Linked DNA regions of Triticum aestivum: region 2 is linked to region 1. A link is a contact called in public Hi-C data. All regions are on one chromosome and are shown on one strand. Each heading gives the region's core, a stretch centred on a gene start, on an enhancer-like site or on the middle of the called end of the contact. The rest is flanking DNA. Distances are from core to core; before and after follow the strand shown.

Evidence for each region. A called contact is a pair of places that touch in the nucleus more often than the background predicts.
Region 2: a Hi-C map of leaf shows a contact between it and region 1, with 5 times the contacts expected there. The contact joins two enhancer-like sites. A contact is called at or near these places in 3 of 5 Hi-C or Micro-C datasets (all in leaf).

The regions. Positions count from the first base shown.
Region 1 is chr3A:573,377,262-573,382,786 of IWGSC CS RefSeq v2.1, reverse strand. No RefSeq gene overlaps it. Among protein-coding and RNA genes, the nearest start is that of LOC123062300, 150 kb to the left of the region's middle. Within about 2 kb of position 3,441, at least 8 of the 8 cell types and tissues checked have an H3K27ac peak or open chromatin away from gene starts, as enhancers often do. A contact at or near this core is called in leaf, where this site is marked.
Region 2 is chr3A:574,241,319-574,247,462 of IWGSC CS RefSeq v2.1, reverse strand. No RefSeq gene overlaps it. Among protein-coding and RNA genes, the nearest start is that of LOC123062301, 140 kb to the left of the region's middle. Within about 2 kb of position 1,507, at least 8 of the 8 cell types and tissues checked have an H3K27ac peak or open chromatin away from gene starts, as enhancers often do. A contact at or near this core is called in leaf, where this site is marked.

The sequences.
Region 1 (5,525 bases), core at 2,192-4,691:
TATTCAGCAAATCCTTGAAGGAGCACAAAGAGCACCTGAAAATAGTAATGGAGCTACTGCAGCAACACAAGCTATCAGCTAACCTCTCCAAGTGTGTGTTTGCTGTATCTAAAGTATCTTACTTGGGCCACACCATTTCTGGCTCTGGAGTGTCCACTGATCAATCAAAAAATTTAGCTATTGCTGACTGGCCAGTGCCCACAACTCCAACTCAACTCAGAGGTTTCCTTGGCCTATGTGGTTATTATAGGAGGTTCGTTAAGAACTTTGAAGCAATTGCCATGCCATTACATGATATCCTCAAAAAGGACAGTTTCTGCTGGAATTCTCCCCAATACTCCGCTTTCCAGCAACTCAAACAAGCCCTCATCTCTGCACCAATTCTGTCCCTGCCAGATTTTTCTGCACCCTTTGTCCTTGAAACTGATGCTTCTGCACTGGATTAGGAGCAGTTATGATGCAACAGGGCAGGCCTATTGCTTACTATAGCTCATCACTTTGCCCTAGAAATGCAGCCTTGTCAACTTATGAAAATGAAGCTTTAGCAATCATTGGAGCTTTGAAAAGATGGAGACATTACTTCTTGGGAAATGATCTTGTCATTAGAACAGATCACAAAAGTTTGCAATTTATGACCGATTAGAAAATATATGCAAGTATTCAGCACAAACTCATGTTGAAACTTCTGGAATTCAACTTTCAGCTAGAATACAAGAAGGGAAAATAAAATGTGGTAGTTGATGCTCTGTCCAGGGAACACTCTTGCATGGAAATCTCCCTTGCAACTCCCAAATGGATTTCTGAAGTAGAACAATCCTACAAAGATGTTCACTGTCAAAAACTAATGGAACAACTCCTTCTCACACCTACACATATTGTTCACAAAAATGCTCTCCAAGATGGCATTATTAGGCACAATGGGAAAATTTATGTTGGAAATGACACTGCTCTCAGGAACAAACTTATGCAAACACTCCACTGTTGTGTTGTTGGTGGTCACTCAGGCATGAAGGCATCCTATCAAAGACTGAAACAAGTCTTCTACTGGCCTGGCATGAAAAGAGACATGGACAAATTTGTGCAATTATGCCCGGTATGTCAGAAAAACAAGGGGGAAAACTGCCCCTATCCTGGTTTCTTGGATCCTCTCCACCTACCTGACATGGTATGGTCTCACATCAGTATGAACTTTGTTGAAGGACTCCCCAAGTCTCAAGGATATGATGTTATCTTTGTTGTAGTGGACAGGCTCTCCAAATTTGCTCACTTCATTCCCCTAGCTCACCCCTTCACTGCACAAACAGTGGCCAAAGCTTTCATAGACAATGTGTTGAAGTTACATGGCCCTCCCCTGGCAATTGTGTCTGAGATGGATAAAATCTTCACTAGCAAGCTATGGCAAGACATATTTTCTGCTATGGGAATTGAGCTACGTTACAGTTCTGCTTACCATCCACAATCCGACGCTCAAATAGAACGGGTGAATCAATGCATTGAGAATTACTTGAGGTGCATGATCTCAACTAAACCCAAGAAATGGGCACTCCACCTCTCAATGGCAAAATATTGGTAGAACACTTCCTTCCACTCTTCTCTGAAGAAAACTCCGTTTCAAGTGTTATACGGCTATCCACCTCCTGACTTACAAATTCCACAGTCAAGGTCTAGCTCTCCCAGTGAAGTGGTTGAATTTGTTACAGACCGCAACTCAATGTGGCAATACCTCAAAGCCAATTTGGCCAGTGCACAAGCTCGCATGAAAAAAATATGCTGATAAAAAACAAGTCGAACATACGCTGTCTGAAGGAGATATGGTATATCTGAAGATGCAGCCATATCGACTGAATGCTTTCGGCATCCGCTCTCATATCAAGCTCCAAAGCAAGTTCTATGGACCTTTTCGTGTAATTATTGCTCGTGTGGGAAGGTGGCATACAAACTCCTCCTACCGGACAATGCCAGCATTCACCCAGTCTTTCACGTCAGCCAGTTGAAGAAGCATCTGGGTCCAACAGTGGTTCCTTGCACTCATCTTCCCTTGGTCAGTCCGGATGGCCGTATCAAGACTGAACCCAGCCTGGTGCTTGAAACACGACAGATCCCTCGAAACAATCTGCCGGTGGTTCAGTGGCTCGTGCAATGGGAAAATCTTCCTCCTGATGACGCTTCGTGGGAGGATGCTAACTTCATCAAGAGAACATTTCCATCCTTGTTCAAGAAAACAGTGGACGGATGGTTCACTCGTTGATACTCCTTGGGGACAAGTTCGCTTTCAGGAGGAAGTATTGTCAGGCATGTTCTCGATTCAGTTAACGAACAGCCATGATGACAAGCAGCGTGAAGATCTGACGACTCGCTTCGCTCGCATGAACCGTTACTTTAGTGACTGTAGCATTTCACTCCGTGCTGTTACTGTTGCTTTCCGTCTGTTGCGAGCTGAGCTTTATAAGCCAGCGTGCTCCGTCTGTAATAGCTAGCCATTCTATTCCTATGATGAATTCTAAGATACTTTATAGCTGATACAAACATATATTTCGAATATACTCTTCGTTCTCCCAAACCCTAGCTTCGATTCTCATCAATTCCGATCCAGATCCTTAGATGGTTTGTGACAATATGGCAGTATGTCGATCCATTTCAATTTCCTTTGTATACATACTTCAGAAGTGCTTAAAACACATGACAGGTTGAAAGTGGTTGGTAATATACGGATGACACAGCATCCAAGTCGTCTCTATCAGAAAATTCAGTCGCCGAATTCGTCAGTCCACTTGCGGCCTACCGAATTTTATAAAGAAGGAAAAAAAAAACACTTGCAGCCTACGTTGCCGCACGAGCGCACGGCATGGTACGACGCCGTGTCCGTGGAGCAAATTGGTGCGGGCACTGCAGCCAGGATGCGCCCCACTTTGGAGACGCAATTATTGAGGAAGGAATTCATGGCGCCGAGGTGGAGCCGGACCGGGCGGTGGGCCGCGCCTCCCCTCCCCTCGAGTCCCGACGCACTAGGCCCGCCCAGACGGGACGCTAATTAAACCGTCACGCAGCACCTTCGCACACGGCGCCGCGCCCATAAATTAACGCACCTGAGGCAGGCCCGCCGCTCAGCCGCACAGCCGGCCGACGACGCGTCGGAACGTGCGTCGACGCCGTGGAAAAAGAAGGCGCCGCTGGAGAGGCGGCAGGGGGAGGAAAAAAGAAGCCCGCGACGGCGACCCGCCGAAAAAGAAAAGGCGGGCCGACGGGGACCGGGCGCGTCTTCTACGTGCCGCCTCTGCGAATCGGTCGTCGGGTGGTGCGCGGTCCCCTGGCGCGCGAGCGGCGCCGCGCCAGGTGGAGGCGGGGGGCGTGGACGGGGATTGCCCGGCGACGCCGGCACGTATCCGTCTGTCTGCCTGTCTGCTTGCCTGCCTTTTCTTTTCTCGCTTTTGGGATGGTGGTGGTGGTGTGCTGTGGTGGTAGACGGCGGGCGGTGCGGTGCGGAGCGCGCGGCGCGGAGTGGAGGTGGAGGTGGAGCCGCGGGGCGGGATAGGGACAAGGTCGATGGGACGTCGCGCGCTGCCGGGTCCAAGTCGTGCGCCCCGCTCCCCACTTGGTCTCCCCACCCGCTGCTGCCGCGTAGTAAGCGGTAGTAAGCGTGAACGCGGCCTGGCGGGCGTGCCGGTCTCGCCGTATTTTCGTTCGGGGTTTGACGGGGACGGCTGAGCAGTTGAGCTGAGACTTGAGGGTCATCCTGGCGCGTAGGAGTGCAGTACTTCCTCCGTGTTAAATTTGTATCGTTTTCGTAAGTACTTTCTTCGTTCCTAAATATATGACGTTTTGATAGTTCAGGTAAAAACTAAAAAAATTTGACGAAAATAAGTAAAAGAATTGTATCGGTTCATAGGTAAAAAGTTAACGTGACATATTTAATGTGGAATGAAAGAGCAACTACGTACTCCCTCCATCTCATCGTAATATAATATGTTTTTCAAGCTAGCATAACTTATAAAAACATTTTATATTATGGGAGGGAGAAAAGTGTATCTTAATTTCATGTGATTATCTTGAGAGCTATATGAGCTCAATTGACCAGGCCAAGCGATACACCACAGAGGAAATTTTAAAGGGCAAGATACCGATCGAGGTTTCTAAGCCTAGGACAGTTAAGCTCCCCAAGCCGACCCTGCCATGGCCGCTACCCCCAGCTGGTTTTGTAGCCCTCTCAGTGGATGGATCTTTTCTCTCTGATGATGGAACGGCTGCAATGGGAATGATTCTCAGAAAGCGGGATGGGAGCGTGATCTTTGCTGCATACAGATTTTTGCTTAATTGTAATGATGCTCTTGAGGCGGAGATCCACGGTCTCATGCAGGGCATGGCTCTTGCTTTGCAATATTCAAACTTGCCAATTATTGTGCAGTCTGATTCTTTCGAGGCCTTAGCATGCTTACAGGGTGATGGCCTAGCTCGCTCAACGTATGGTCATCCGGTTGCGGAAATCCAAGCATTGATAGGAAGCCGGGAGTTTGTTCCTGAGAAACTTAGTAGGGAACAAAATAGGGTAGCAGATCGATTGACGACATATAGTCGTACTGAGTGTAGCACTGTTGTATGGCTACACAGAGGACCCCCATGTATAGAAGAACTCTTGCCTCTTGACTGTAACCCTATCATTTTGGAATAAATTCCCCCCCCCCCTCCCGCCAAAAAAATTATACTCCATCAGTAAAGAAATGTAAGAGTGTTTAGATCACTAGTAATCTAAACACTCTTAAATTTCTTTATAGAGGGAGTATATACTAGTAGATTATAGTAGTAATAGGGGGAGGGGTGTTCCTGTGCCACCCGCCGACGCTAGTCTGTCACGTCTCCTGTGGCCTAGGGCCATGGAGGCACGGTGGATCTCGGCCCTTGCCGGCGAGGGGGCTCTGTTTTTAGATACTTTTTTAAGTTTTGATAGGATTTGTGTCCTGCTCAGAGAGGTGAAGCGGCGGCGGTTCTCTGAAGAAGAAATAAGATTCTCCTCACGACGGTGCTTCTAGCGTCGTCGGAGGGCGTGTGGAGCTTTATTTCTAGTGGATCTCACGGGATTCGGTCCACGTTTGTCTTCGGTGGATCCAAGTGGATCTGGTCTTCGTTCGTCTGTGTTTGCGTTTGTGTGTCTATAAGGTTGATCCTTTTAATCAATGCTTCTCTTCATTGACGGCGGTTGTTATTTTGATGTGTTGATCCGTAGGGCCTGAGCATGACGACTATCCGGCTATCTTGTACAACAAGGTTTGTCCGTCTTGTTAGAAATATACCCTAGAGGCAATAATAAATGTATCATTATATTTTCATGTTCATTATTAAGTTTATGTTTCTATGCTACAATGGTATTGGTTCATGAATATGAGATTCAGAGGAAAACTCAAATACATGTATGAAAATATAAACACCAAGTGATCCATATTCTAGCCTCTAAGTCTAGCTTATATATTGATTGATGATCTTGTTTTCCTGATCATGAGCATTGTTAGTGTAACAAGGATGCTATCAATATA
Region 2 (6,144 bases), core at 258-2,757, 870 kb before region 1:
CATGTTTGGATGGGAGGGGTAACTTTTTTTACTAATTTTTTAGTGGGCCCAAGAGAACTAACCCAAATAAGCTCCTCTAGTGTGGGCTAGTTTTTTGGGTTGGGTTAGATCCAACTAACCCACCATGTTTGGATACTTTTGGGTTATTTGAGCCTCAACTAACCAAAACTAACTCTAACCTAGGTATCCAAACAGGGCCTGTGTTTACCGAGCAAAACACTCTTCCGGTAGTAAAAGAGACACCCAACCCAACTAACCCAGCGCCACCATTACCGACAGCTCACCCGAAAGCAGAAACGCATGAACGAAACAGACGGGCAATGACCGAGAAGAAAGGCCAAGCTTTCCACAAATAGGTATATACAGCTAGCCGGACCAGTGCCGTCGGCTCCGGCCCCTTGCGGCCGTCAGCACGTCTCTCTCTCGCCGTCACAGAAGTCCACTACGGCCGATCGCAGCTACGCGATCGCATCACGACCCGAACAGCAGCGACGGCGGCTCGTTGAGGTCGAACGGGAGGCCGGCAGGCCCGGGCGCCATGCCGAGCTCGAGCGCCGTCGACGGCGGGACGGGGACCGCCGGAGACGCTTCCTGCGGGAGACGGGGCGCCGGCGCGGCCGCAGGAGGCGAGAAGTAGACGAAGTGCCACGGCGAAGGGAAGTTGAGGTCGACGCCGCCGAACGGAACAGGCTGCTGCTGCAGAGGCGGGCGGTGGTGGTGGTGGCCGGGGAAGTTGGTCTTGGCCTTGGCGCCGCGGAGGGTTCGCGCGGCGCGGTCGTAGGCGAGGGCGGCCTCCACGGGGGTGTCGAAGGTGCCCAGCCACACCCGCGTTTTCTTCCACGGGTCGCGGATCTCCGCCGCGTACCGCCCCCACGGCCGCTTCCTCACGCCCCTGTAGTGCGCCTCGCCTCCTCCTCCCCCTCCTCCTCCTCCCGCGCCACCTTGGCCATGGCCGCCACCGAGGCTCGCCGCTCCCCGCAGCACCGGATCCATCGGACGGGGAGGCGCACAGTGAGTCTACTCGGCGCGGCAGTGTCTGGTTCGCTCTCTTGGACGACAGGTCCGTCTATCTAACGCAACGCATGTGGAGCGCTACGTGGGGTGGGATTCTTTGGCTGGCGCCGGGTGTACTGGTATTATTATAGACCGGCGCCGCACCGCGTAGAACGGAGGGGCCCGTAGCCGCACCTTGGGTTGGGGTTCGGGGGGTTGGGGTGGGTTGGGGGAGCACGGCACAGCCGCCGCGCGACTTGACGTATCGCCGGGCGGGGCCGCTTCCTCTTTTTCTTACTGCTGCTGCTGGTCGCTGCGCGGTACAGTGCCGTTCCTGGCGCTGTGCACCCACCGCCTCCGTTCCATTTCTCTCTCCGCCTGCTCGCGTGACGACATGCCGACCCAATACGACCGCCCCGCCGCTCGCCTTTCATCGGTCCTAGACGGACGACTCCAGCTCGCCTGGGGCATGCGGCGCCGGACGGTGCAGCGCCCATGTCTGGTGGGGCCGCGATCGTCGGGACCTGCCTGTCAGTGAATCTCGCATGCCTGCGCCATCCTCCTGCCCCGCTTCCCGCCTTGTCGTTTATTCGCCGCGAGGAATAAAAGTGGTATGGTACGATCAGGTTACGATGACCGGTGGGGGCGTGGGCTCGCTGTCCCCATGGACCAGTCAGTCAAATGAGCATGGCCCGGGAGGATACGCGGTGGGTGGCGTCGGGACGTGTCGACGGGCACTTGCTTGCGCGCGGGTTCACGTGCGAGGAGGCGTGTCGTGGGGCGGGGGACAGCACGGGCGGGCTGGAACGGGACGCGTGTGGCGCGTCGCCGCTAGTGAAGGCGGCGGGGCCCGGGCGATAATAAGGTCAACTCCACCGCGCGACCCTATCCTGTCCGGCCCTGTCCGTTTGAGATAAAAGAAATAAAAAGGCGGCCTAGCGCGCGGAACAAACGAATTTTTGTCCGCTTTGTGTCCGCTTTCGACACATCCCCGGCCCAAACTTGCGTCGGTTTTGGGGTGAAGCGGACAGCGCGCGGACGGCGGGACGCGCGCGCTTGTCCTCCCCTGGCCCGCCTGTCGGTGGGAGAAACCAAAAACCCCCCGACGGCCATTTGGCGCCATTTCCTCCAAACCCTCCCACGTCCCTCCCGCCGCCCCCCCTCTCTCCCCGTCCATGGCCGACGCCCCGCCGAGTTCCGGCGGCCTGGCCGTCGACCCGACCGCAAAGGTGAAGAAGAACGCGCCAAGGAAGCCGCGGTCGGAGTACACGCCGGAGGAGATCGCCAAGTTGGACGCGGTATCGGCGAAGAGGAGGGAACGGAGAGCGGCCGTCAAGATGAATGTCGTCGCGGCCAAGTTCGCCGCCCAGCGCGAGGAGCTGGAGGCCGCGTGGCGCAAGGCCGCTGCCGACGCGAAGGAGGACCTCGTCAACAAAGCGCACGCCATCCTCATGCTTGGCATGGGCCGTCCGGCGGGGTTCCATGCAGCGGCCGTCGGCCCGGCGAGCACAGGCTCGTCGGTCGCCCGACCTACGCACTGCCAGTCGCCGACGTCGCGCGACGCGCCCATGTCGCCCGGCTTTCCTCCACCCAGGCACGACGACCAAACCCGTTTCTCGGCGTCGCCAGACGTGGGCTTGTTCGCGCCGTCCACACCACGCCTCGCGGCCGTCATCGACCTCAATGTGACGCCTGGGTCCAGCAGCGGCGGGCGGCCTTCCGTCGAGATGCAAAGAAAGCAGGCGCGTGCACCGTTCACGGGCACCATGCCGGCCCCCCGCGTGTTGTTTGACGAAATGCCAACCTCAACGCCGACGGTGGACGACCCCTTCTACAACCAGTACATGGAGGACGTGATCTTCTAGGGTGGGCATGGTCGTGCCTACGACCCCGATGAGACCCAAAGTCAGGATGGCCGCGCCCAGTACGTGCCCGATGAAGAGGCCGACGACCGTGCTTACTACGACCATGGTGATTCGTGGCATGAAGACGATGACATCTATGTCGAAGGTGAAGATGAAGATGAAGCCAATGATGTTGATATTAGTGGCGCTCCATTGTTCATAGACGAGCTCACCCAAAGAGCGGAAGCACAAAAGAAGCGGAAGAGCATTCACACCGGTTCATATACACAAGATGAGGACAAGTTGATTTGCCAATGTTGGATGGAGATTAGCCAAGATCCAAGGACCGGCGCGCAACAAAAGGGCATTGTTTTTTGGAGGAGAGTCCACAAAACATTCCATGAAAGGAAGATGTTTGAGCCCTACCAAATTACAAGCAACCGTGGCATCGGATCGATTCAAAAAAGATGGTTGTTCATCCAATAAGAGTGCAACAAGTATTGTGCCGCATTTGAGAGCGTTGAAGCACGGCCCGTGAGTGGTCTCGGCGTTGGAGACATGGTATGCTCTTCTCTTTCTAGCCCTTGCTACGGCCATGAGACTTCGGCCGTGTATATGTTTGCATGTTCACTTGTTGTTGATCATGTGGTGTAGGCATTTCAATCTTTGGAGGCATTCAAGGCCCGGCACAATGACAAGCCATTCACTCTTACGCATTGTTGGAAGATCATCAACAATTGCCCTAAGTTCAAGGATCAATACCGTGAACTTCAAAGGAAGAGAGGCAAGAAGACGGCCAAGTTCGCCGGAGGTGGGGATGGCGAGGCATTGAAGAGGCCGAGGGGCAAGACCAACTCAAAGGTGGACGACATACGTGACGCCTCATCCATGGCCTTGCATGAGACTTTGCATGGCATGATGTCACATAAGGATGTGAGGGATGAGAAGAAGCGGCAAAGCAAGGACGATCAAACGAAGCAATACCTAGACCTCCAACCATAGAAGCTTGAGATGGAGGAGGCGGCCAAGAAGAGGAAGATAGACATGGAGGAGGCGGCCCGGCAAAGGCAGCTCGACATGGAAGAGGCCGCCCGGCAAAGGCAGCTCGACATCGAGGCCGACAACGTCAAGGCCAGGCAAAGGCAGCTCGACATCGAGGCCACCAATGCCGCCACCAAAGCGAAGGAGGTGGCCCTTGCGATCATGAGCGTGGACTTGTCGAAGATGAGCGACAAGACGAGGGCCTGGTTCGAGGCCAAGCAGAAGGAGATGCTCGACGCCGAAGGCCTGAACTAGGTCGTCCTATCGGTGTGGCCGTTCTTTTTGGAGGCTGGCATGGGTGCCGCCCGCCCGCTGGGCCGCTGGCAGTGTGCCGGCGAAAAAACATTCATTTTGGAGGCCGGCTGTGTTGCCGGCCGCTGGCTGTGTTGCCGGCGAGGACAACTATTCATTTTGGAGGCTGGTTGTGTTGCCGGCCGCTGGCTGTGTTGCCGGCGATGGTCGTGTAGGCCGCTGGCTTTGTTGCCGGCGTGATGAACTCGGGTCGTGAACTGGGGCTTGGCATTTGAAACGTTCCTTTTTTTAAATAGACGCAGACAGGATGGGGCAAAAGGATGCGGCCGCACGCTGGGCGCACGGCCACCGCATCCCAGGACAGGCCCGGACACGATCCCAAATCCCTACCCAAAGGGACAAAAACCGGACAAAATGGACGTCCATTTGGGGTCGCGCGGTGGAGTTGGCCTAAAAGAGGGGGAGTGGATGGGTGGTGGGGGAGTACGGCGTTTGGTGCGTGCGGCGGCGTGGGCCTCGCGGCTTTGCTTTTAGGCCAACACCAACTGTTGATCCCCCAAACGAACGCCCGATTTATTCGAATTTTTTGGTTTGAAGCGAAAAATCGGACGTCCGTGTTCGGTTTGGCACGTTCACCGGTCGATCCATCCAAGGTGTGACCGCATCGCATTTGGTCTGGCTCGTCATGAAAAAAAGGGTCACACACTTAAAATGTAAAAATAAACTTAATTAAACAGTTCTAAAATATTTAATCCGTTTAAACAAAATCCCGACCACACATTAAACTTAACTTAAAACTTCAAAAAGTATTTAAAAAACTTGACGCCGCCAACACCGTGGTTGTCCTCGTTGTCGTCCTCGATGAGGTCGATGTACAACGATGGCGGCCAAAGATGGGCAGGTGGCTCATGTGGTCGCTGCATGGCCGGAGGTACCTCCATGACCTCTTTCCGTGGCGAGGACGGTGACCACGCCCCGGCATCCACCAACGAGGGCAGTAGGAGATGAACTCCGCCGTGCACGACATCATGTTCGTCCAGGACCACATGTGCCTCACCTGCCACGAAGTGTGTCTCGACGACAGCCTCCTTTTCCTTGACGACGATAGCCTCCTACAGCTTCGGTGGGATGGCGACGTCGCCCGCGGCGAAGAGAGCCATTATCACCTTAGTCCTTGCCACTCGGCCTCGTCGTGGTCGTGGACGGACTCCTCCATAACCCGATGCACGAGCTCCTCCTCCTCGGCGGTCATGGGAGGTGGTGGTGGTGGGGATAGGGACAGTGTCGGGTTGAGCCACGACCAACGAAGTACGACTGCCTCTAGACAAGCTCCCGGGCCGGCTACCCGTTGTGACATCAAAGTTGAAGAGGGAAAAGTAGAGCGTCTACACCAGCGGACAATAAATCTGGGCCCTAAGGCCAACTACAACGCACGACCCCATTTGGTCCAGGCGTGCCCGTTTTGGCCCAAATGGACGGACAACACGGCCCAACGCGTGACCCCTTTCCCATTTTTTGTCCATTTGGCGTCCGGTCCGCCCCATTTCTGGCTCAAAATTGCGTCCCGTTTGCGTCCAAACAGACGACGAAGACGCTCACGCGCGTGTCTGCCTCGGGCCCACGTGGCAGCCGCCCACCTACCTCCCACCGCCCGCATTTACGGCGCACACGCGGCCGGCCCAGCATGTCAGCCTCCCAGCCGAGGGGGCGGTGTCATTTTTAATGTGGAAGCCATGGACCGGTCAATCCACACTTCCACTCCCGGCGACGTGTGCCTGGACACACCCAATCCCTAGCTCCGGCAGCCTCCTCTCCTCCACCTCGCCGTCGGCGGAGTGGGTTGGCGTCGGTGTCAAAACCGGCAGATCTCGGGGTAGGGGGTCCTGAACTGTGCGTCTAGGATGGATGGTAACATGAGGCAAAGGACACGAAGTTTTACCCAGGTTTGGGCCCTCTTGATGGAGGTAAAACCCTACGTCCTGCTTGATTAATATTGATGATATGGGTAGTACAA